Regions from separate parts of the Sus scrofa genome. Here region 1 is linked to region 2. Evidence: chromatin contacts called from public HiChIP or PLAC-seq data. All regions are on one chromosome and are shown on one strand. The core of a region is the stretch at or near the end of the contact, and the rest is flanking DNA. Distances in the headings are between cores, read along the strand shown. Region 1 holds the start of SLAMF8 (SLAM family member 8). Region 2 has its middle 8.2 kb from the start of SLAMF9.

Region 1 (4,079 bases), core at 140-2,639, 150 kb before region 2:
TCCTCCCCTAGCAAAGTAGCCCCAGCTCAAAATGGATAAGCAGAGCTTCTCAGAGCGCTCCCTCCATCCTGCAGCCTGGAATCGCCTGGAGGACAGTGCTTGTTGAAACTACTGGCCCCAGGGAGTTCCCTTCATGGTGCAGCAGAAACAAACCTAACTGGAATCCATGAGGATGCGGGTTCGATCTTTGGCCTCATTCAGTGGTTTGGGAGTCACGTTGCTGTGAGCTGTGGTGTAGGTCACAGACATGGCTCGGATCCCACCGTTGCTGTTGCTCTGGCGTAGGCCGGCAGCTACAGCTCCGATTCACCCCCTAGCCTGGGAATTGCCATATGCTGCAGGTGCAGCCCTAAAGAGAAAAAAATAATAAAACACTGGCCCCAGCCCAGCCCCTCTGAACCAGAATGCCTGAGCACTCAGCCTGGGTGAGAGTCGCTGGTCTCCAGAGTTTGAAAAGCCTAAACTTCACCCAGTACTCAAGGCCTCCATAACCTGAGCCCAACCTCCCTTTCCATCTTACCCACAGCAGCCCTAAAGTTTCACCTCTCTGGTTCTTCACTGTCCTAGGAGCCCGCTTGAGACTTTCCCACTGCCAAGCCTCACACATTCTGCTTTCCTCTCATGCTCAGAGCCCTTTCCCAACCTCTGACCCTCCTGCTTTTCTCAGCCTATCCCAATCTCATGTCCATCTTCAAGATGCAGCTCAAATTCCACCTTTTAAGGAGGCATCCCATGCCCACATCCACCAGAGACCGCTTCCCACTGTAAGCTGCCTGGGCTGCCCTTTTGCACAGAGCCGTGTCTGTCTGCAGTGGGGCTTCCCTTCCCAGGGCGTATCTTGTTTCTACAATTTCATGGTGAGGGTCTGGAGGGCCGGACCCCATCCTGGAATCCTCCTGATCACCCACCACAGCATCTGCCACCTCCCTGACTGGGTCTGGACCGGAGCATCCAGAGTGACTGACAGGTCAGAAGCTATGCAGGACTAGATACCACGAGCCACAGGCAGGAAGCTCAGAGATTTTCCTCATCTTCTTGCGATGCCTTCCCTGACTCAAGAAACCAAGTACCTGGAAGTGAGAGGAGAAACGGGGTGGAGGGGGGTGACTGGCAAAAATGGACCACATTTCTAAGGCTCTACTTCTCTGTGACCTCTGAGAGGGGTTAGCCTCACTCTGGTTTTCAAACTTCCCTGTCTCTAACAGGACAATCATAAGACTCTCTTGGAGAAGAGTTGCGGAGCTTCCAGGAAGCAAAATATGTAACCACATCTAGAATTCATGCTTGCGTTTATCAAACATTCAAAACATCCATGAGGTGCCCAGCACGGACGGGGATGCAGAAGTGAATACATGACCTTGGCAGCAAGCAGTCAGTAGACATGAGAAAACTGTTACAAAACAACATGCTAAGAGTGATAACAGAAGAGCTGGGGTGGGGGTGGAGGGAAGGAGGGGAGGTTCCTCTTGCTGCTTTGTGGTGCAGTAGCCTTGGGCGGGAGTCCGGCTGGCCACCTAGCCCACATAGCCATGCCAAGTCCAACACATGAAAGTATGGAATAGGTAGTTCTAAGAAGAGGTAGATCTGGCTTGGCATGGCTGGAGAGCAGAGTGGCCATGGGACACGGGGCTGGAGAAGCAGCTGGAGCTGGACTTGGAAGAATCTTGGATGCTACGCCAAGAGTTTAGTCTTTATCCTGAGAGTGGTGTGAGGCCACGGAAGAATCTGAAGCAGAGGAGAAGTAATGATGGGAATTGCAGTTTAGAGGGGTCTCTGTGGCTGCAACGGGAATGCCAGGAGGCAGCAGGGCAGAGCGGGATGCAGAGAGGCCCTACCGGGAGTCAGAGAGGAAGATGTGGGCTTGTGTGTGGGCGCCGGTCGCTTGCATTGGCCAACCATATGCACTCAAAAGAGGCTGACTTACAAGAATCAGCTCCTGATAGAGTCCAGCTAGTCTCGAGGCCAACTTCCACTTTCCTCTGGATGTTTTCACTTTTGGGGCATCTTGTTCTGAGTCAAGATTCCTTCTTCTGAACACGGGACTTTCCAAAAGGACCACAGCTCCTTCCGTGTATCCACTCAACTTGGGATGTGTTGGATTTTGGTTGTTGAGGGAGCTCACCTGCCTCTCTGGAGTATGGCCGTGTGGTCCCTGTGGAGTCTACTTCTCTGCGAAGGTAAGCGGGGCAGGCGGAGGGTCTGGTCTCAGAGAGCTGAAGGTCCCTCGTCAGACTTCTGAGCAGGACCCCCTCTCCCCATCCCAAGTGTGCACACAGGAGCTGAGGAGGGCTGGGAAGACTGAAGCAGGTTCTTCGGTAACCTTGAAAGCTCACAAGAGGCAGAGAGGTGCAGGGTCCTGGGTAGAAGGATGGCAGCCCAAGGACCCCCATGTCCATGAGACACGAGCTGTTTTGTGGCCCATAAAACTGAGGCTGGTGATACCATTTGTTTTGAAAGAGATGGTTGTGAGAATGGTCAGGGGCTGGCGATGTTAACATATGCAACTTGTAAGGACAATCTGGGGAGGGCAGGGCTCTTACAATCTGAGGATGTCTTTCCAACAGCCTGTGGGAAAGCTGCAGCCTCTCCCTGCAGGTCTGTGGGAGTGGAAGTGGATATTGAGGAGGAATGAGAGACAAGAGCAAGTTAATATCATGCCTGTGGACTTGGGGTGGCCAGTAACTGAGTGATGTCAGAAGAGACACGTCAGGGGTCTTCAACACGGGGCGACCACCCCCTCATCCTGTATGGTGCCTGACTTCCCTCCCTCCGTTAACAAGTGGTCAGTGTGACAAGGGCCAGCACCCCTAGGCTAGGGGATAGGAGGCATGGGGCTTAGCAAAGGTGCAGACACTTTTGTTTGCATCAGAGACTCGTAGGGACTCTGAGATGACTTTGTCCAGTGTGCCCACCTGAGTTCCTGGTACCAAAAGCCCTGCAGACTTCTACATGTCTAAATGCGAGATGGAAATCCTGCAAAAAGAAAAAAAGAAAAAAGGAAATCCATTTGGCTCACAGATCTTTTAAATCCTTGAACGTGGGGAGCAAAAATGAGTTTTCTTATTGGTAAACAAGATGAGTAGCACTGATTGGGTGCACTCCCTCGTTGTACAGATGGGACCTAGAAAAGTAGGTGATAGGCTGAAGGTCCACGCAGCTCCTCTGCAGCAGAGCCAGGGCAGGAGAGCCCAGGAATCTTGATTGGCATCCAGTGCTATGCTCTTTCTATATGACGTCTCTACTGTGCATTAGCCCTGAAGCCATCCCCAGTCAGGACTGAGATGATTGGGGCTGGGAGTCCGTTAGATGGGTGGGAGGGCTGGAGTCACCAGAGGCTAGCTGAGTAAGCACCCAGAACACATCTCTTCACCCACACTCGCAGCACTGGGGTGCGGTCCTCCCCTGCTCTTATTCTGCTCTGCATCCCAGTGCCCACCACTGTGCCGGGGTGGCCAGTTTCATCATGCCTTGAGCAAATCCACTGAGCTTCTTCTCCATCCTGCTCCTAAACAGCAGTGGGGCACAGGAGTACAAAGATGAAAAGAGGAACCTGTCTGTGGTCTAATGGGGCTCATTAATGAGCAGTAACAACAGGGGGATTAGAGCCTTCACCTGTACCACCTTCACCACCTCCACCCCCATCACCCCCACCCCCACCTCCACCTGCACCACCCCCACCTCCACCTCCCCCACCCCCACCATCACCTATACCACCAGGTCACCGTGGGAACACAGAGAAAGAGTTTGTAACCCTCAGTGACGGATGGGGGAGGGCAGGGGAGGCAATGACGCTTCCCTGAGAGGATGAGCAGAAATTAGCCAGCAAAGGAGCCGGGGGCGCTTCAAGCAGAGGGGTCACCCACACATGCCGAACGCAACATGTTCCCATTAAAACTTAGCCTCTTGCCATCCCGCCCCCATTCTGTTTCTCCTCCTGTTGTGTTTCCCAGAGAAGGACACCCAGAGGGTCCCAAGGACCTGGGAGGCAGCCTCCCCCCACCCCCCCGCTCCCTCGCTCCCCAGATCTCATCTGCTACCAGATCCCACTGACTAGGCACCTTCATCTTTCTCAGTTCCTC
Region 2 (4,363 bases), core at 1,436-3,935:
CTAATTATTAATTTTGCCCCTTTTCACTCTTAGAAGGTATCCTGGTTTGTAGGGTAAATTACGCGATTACCCTAGAACAGGAGCAAAAATCTCAGAAAAGGAATCACAGTGAGATAGCAAAGCTTGAAGAGTTCAAGGCTACCCTTAACGTCTCTGGTCAAGAAACTGCCCCAAAGATCTGAGGAAGGTATTGGGGTGGGCAGGGGAAATGAGCACCCATCTGGAACAAACTGCTCCGTTTGGAACCTTCACCTGCAGAATGGGATGATCACAACATCTGCTTTGCAGGGTGGTTGTGAAAAGGAAATGAGATGATGCCTCTAAGGCACTCAGCACAGAGCGTCACACAGCGAGGGCAGCAGGCATGTGGGTCATGGTTTTTACTGAAGGTTAGTTAAGCGTCGAGATCATGGGCGTGGGGGTCGTGAAGACCTGGGGCCCCTTCGTTCTTGGCCAGAGCCTGCAGTTATTGAAGAGAATGCGCAAGAAGTCTCCAACAGAGGACACGTGCGTCGGTTGAGTGGAGACAGTTCACTGGCAGCACCCATCAGCCCCTGGTCTGAGGACACAGTGAGCATTGTCGCTGGCACTCAGCCCAGCTCAGTGTTTTCCAGGCCACCTGCCTGCTCACCAGATTGGCCTGTTATATACGTAGCATGCTTGGCTGAGACCCTTGAGAACATATGGCCTGACAGCTCATTCCTTGCCTTCTGGGCCTCCAAATCCCAGAGGGCTTCCTCTACACACACACACACACACACACACACACACACACACACACACACCCTTCCCTCAACTCTCCCTTTAAGTACAATTTGTCACAACTTCTTAGCTAAAACCGACTCACTGCCAGATGCTCTGCTTGCCCTCCTGCTTACTATTCTCAAAACGCAGGTTTTGTAACCTCAGCATTAGAATCACACGGAGGGCGGATTACAATGCTGAGTCCTTGGGCATTGTAAACCCAGGGGACCAGGATAGGGGAAGAGGGTGCCTACGAATCCCCCTGCTCATCCAGATCCCCCCAAGGGAGGGATTCCACTATACACTAAAGTTTGAGAATGGGAGTTCCCACTGTGGCTCAGTGGTATTGAATCCAGCAAGTGTCCATGAGGATGTGGGTTCAATCCCTGGCCTCACTCAGTGGGTTAGGGATCCAGCATTGCCGTGAGCTGTGGTGTAGGTCACAGATGTAGATGGGATCCCATGTTGCTGTGGCTGTGGTGTAGTCTGGCAGCAGAAGCTCCAATTTGACCCCTAGCCTGGGAACTTCCATATGACATAGGTGCAGCCCTAAAAATAAATAAATAAATAAATAAAGATTGAGATACTGGACACATACTTCCTGCTCTTTGTTCTGCTGAACCAGAGAGGAAGTTCCCCCGCTAGAGATGCCTTTGTCTCAGATCACAAAAGCTTTCTTTCCCCCTGAGTGGAGCTCTGAAACTCGGCCTTCTAGGGCTGGGCTTCCTAGGACAGGAGTGGGGCTCTGGGGGCTTTGCCTCTAGGGCTTGGAGAGCATTCTGTCCTGGACTATGGGCCAGAACTTCATCCCAAGACCTCCCCTCATGTTTATTCCTCAACAGGTGGGGTTGGTGATGCAGCACTTGTTTGCAAACAGGTTTCTGTCACTAAAAGAAAAAAAAAAGTTTAGCATCTACTAATCTTGTCCAACCCCTTATTTTACAAATTAAAAGCACAGGAGTTTCCCGTGTGGCTCAGCGGTAATGAACCCAACTAGTATCCATGAGGATGTGGGTTCGATCCCTGGCCTTGCTCAGTGGGTTAAGGATCCGGCGTTGCTGTGAGCTGTGGTGTAAGTCACAGACTCGGCTTGGATCTGGTGTTGCTATAGCAACTTCCCTAAGCTGTGGGTTCGGCCCTAAAAAGACAAAAAAAAAAAAAAAAATTACAAGCACAAAGAGCTGTGTAGCCCACAGCTGGACACTGCCTGGCCCTTCCCTGAGGTCCATTTAGTGAAGGGACTTCGAGACCGTAGGGTTGAGGCCCAAACCCAGGTCTCCTGGAGTCTTACAGGCAGAACTTTTGATGAACCTAATTTGGGATGTTAACAGAACTCTATCTGGCAATGTCCCAACACAGAAAGCCCTCAGTAAATATTAGTATTGTGGGTGTCACTATTAATTTGTATCTGTATTTGTTTTTATTGTTAATTTGTATTTGAGACCGGAGGCACTCAAAGAGAGCCTGAGGGGAACAGAGGGGGCAGCCTGAGGGAAGCCTGCTGGCCACCCAGACAGCTCCGAACAGAGTAAGACTTTTCTCAGCACTTTCAGCACTGCTCAGGCTCTAGCCCACCACACCACAGACTCAAAACTCCAGCTCACTGGGAGTTCCCGTTGTGGTTCAGCGATAATGAACCTGACTAGTATCCATGAGGATGTGTGTTTAACCCCAGTCTTGCTCAGAGGGTCAAGGATCCAGCATTGCTGCGAGCTGTCGTGTAGGTCGCAGACGCGGCTCAGATCCTGCGTTGCTGTGGCTCTGGTGTAGGGGGGCAGCTGCAGCTCTTATTTGACCCCTAGCCTGGGAACCTCCCTATGAGGCCGGTGCAGCCCTCAAAAGACAAAGCAAACAAACAAACCACCAAACCCTCCAGCTCATTAATGTCAGAGGTGATCAGAGTTTGAGTGACTGATTCATCTGATCAGAGCTGTGGTTGACTGATGTATAGAATTAGCCACTCATCCTGCACATTTAGGAAGTTCCAGTGAAGGGCCAGGCAGCGTCCAGCTGTAGGAAACATGGTTTTTTTACATTCCAGTTAGGGTCAGGGCTGGGGGAGGTAAGCCGTGCACAACAAACAAATGAGCAGCATCAAGTGATAAAGTACCGAAAGGGGAAACAAAATGGGATGAAGGGGTGCAGAAGGAGGGAGGCAAGAAGCCTACCTTATTGAGAGTGTAAAGTACATGATCAGTCTGGGGAGGTGTCAACAGAAGCCTGCCCCGGAGCATGGTATTAGCGGAAGGGAAATGACCATGATGCAACCATCTGGTGACAAATGCATATGTCAAATGCATATGATACTAACTCATATGATGTTCGTATCATTTGTTAGCAGAAGCTGGATGAAACTCTACAAGCATTCTGTAACCCTGTAGCTCTAAAAGTATCTCAAAATAAGAAGGTTCTAAACATGGAAAAATAAAAATAAAATATCGGCATATGCACAATGTGGTAAATGGAATGACTGGCCAACAGGGACCTGCTGTATAGCACAGGGAACTTCACCCAGCATTCTGTGATGGACAATGTGGGAAAAGAATCTGAAAAAGAGTGGATGTGTGTCCATGTATAATGGAATCACTTTGTTGTACTGCAGAAATTATCACAATATTATAAATCAACTATACTGCAATGAAACTTAAAGATGAAAATAAAATAAAAGGTCGGGTAACAATCTATTACATCCATCTCTGTCGTGCACTCCTTCCACCAGGATGCCAGGACACTGCGGTTTGGCTCACAGGCTCCTGGCAGAACCCAGGTGGCACCGTCAGGGTTTGCTTCCATGATTCTCCCTTCAATGAGTCTACACCACCCATCTCTTTTTTTCGCTTTTTTAGGGCTGCACCTGCAGCATATGGAGGTTCCCAAGCTAGGGGTCTGATTGGAGCTGCAGCCGCAGGCCTACACCACAGCCACAGCAACATCAGATCCAAGTAGTATCTGTGACCTACACCACCAGCTCATGGCAATGCTGGATCCTTAACCCACTGGTCGAGGCCAGGGATCAAACCTGCAACCTCATGGTTCCTAGTCGGATTCGTTTTTGCTGCACCGCAAAGGAAACTCCCGTCTCATTTTTCTAAGAAATTAAATACCTTCATTTGGGGAGTTCCCGTCGTGGCGCAGTGGTTAATGAATCTGACTAGGAACCATGAGGTTGCGGGTTCGGTCCCTGCCCTTGCTCAGTGGGTTAACGATCCGGCGTTGCCGTGAGCTGTGGTGTAGGTTGCAGACGCGGCTCGGATCCCGCGTTGCTGTGGCTCTGGCGTAGGCCGGTGGCTACAGCTCCGATTCGACCCCTAGCCTGGGAACCTCCATATGCCGCGGGAGCGGCCCAAGAAATAGCAACAACAACAACAACAACAACAAAAATTAAAAATTAAAAAAAAAAAATAAAAAAAAAATAAATACCTTCATTTGGTCATTTGTTTCTTTAAATAATTTGCATATCTCATCTCTGACCCACAAAGGACTGACTTATACTTTGGCACCAAAAGGCAGTCTCGTTTTCTCCTTTTCAAAGGCTACCAATGACCGCCCTCCCCTGCCACTCACATTTTAAATACTTTTCTTTCTTCGTTTTTTTTTTTTTTTTTTTTTTTGGTTTGGG

What was found. HiChIP or PLAC-seq counts read pairs in DNA pulled down with a chosen protein or histone mark.
Region 1: an H3K27ac HiChIP or PLAC-seq map of alveolar macrophages shows a contact between it and region 2. The contact joins the promoter of SLAMF8 here to the enhancer-like site in region 2. A contact is called at or near these places in 12 of 47 Hi-C or Micro-C datasets (epiblast stem cells, fetal liver, liver and 7 more) and 1 of 2 datasets of contacts at active chromatin or transcription factors (alveolar macrophages).

What each region holds. Positions count from the first base shown.
Region 1 is chr4:90,670,354-90,674,432 of Sscrofa11.1, reverse strand. It overlaps SLAMF8 (SLAM family member 8), which reads left to right and starts at 1,389. Exons shown (of 6, transcript XM_003125670.3): 1 at 1,389-2,177. The coding sequence starts at 2,090.
Region 2 is chr4:90,524,968-90,529,330 of Sscrofa11.1, reverse strand. No RefSeq gene overlaps it. Among named protein-coding and RNA genes, the nearest start is that of SLAMF9, 8.2 kb to the left of the region's middle. Within about 2 kb of position 2,685, at least 1 of the 83 cell types and tissues checked has an H3K27ac peak or open chromatin away from gene starts, as enhancers often do. A contact at or near this core is called in alveolar macrophages, where this site is marked.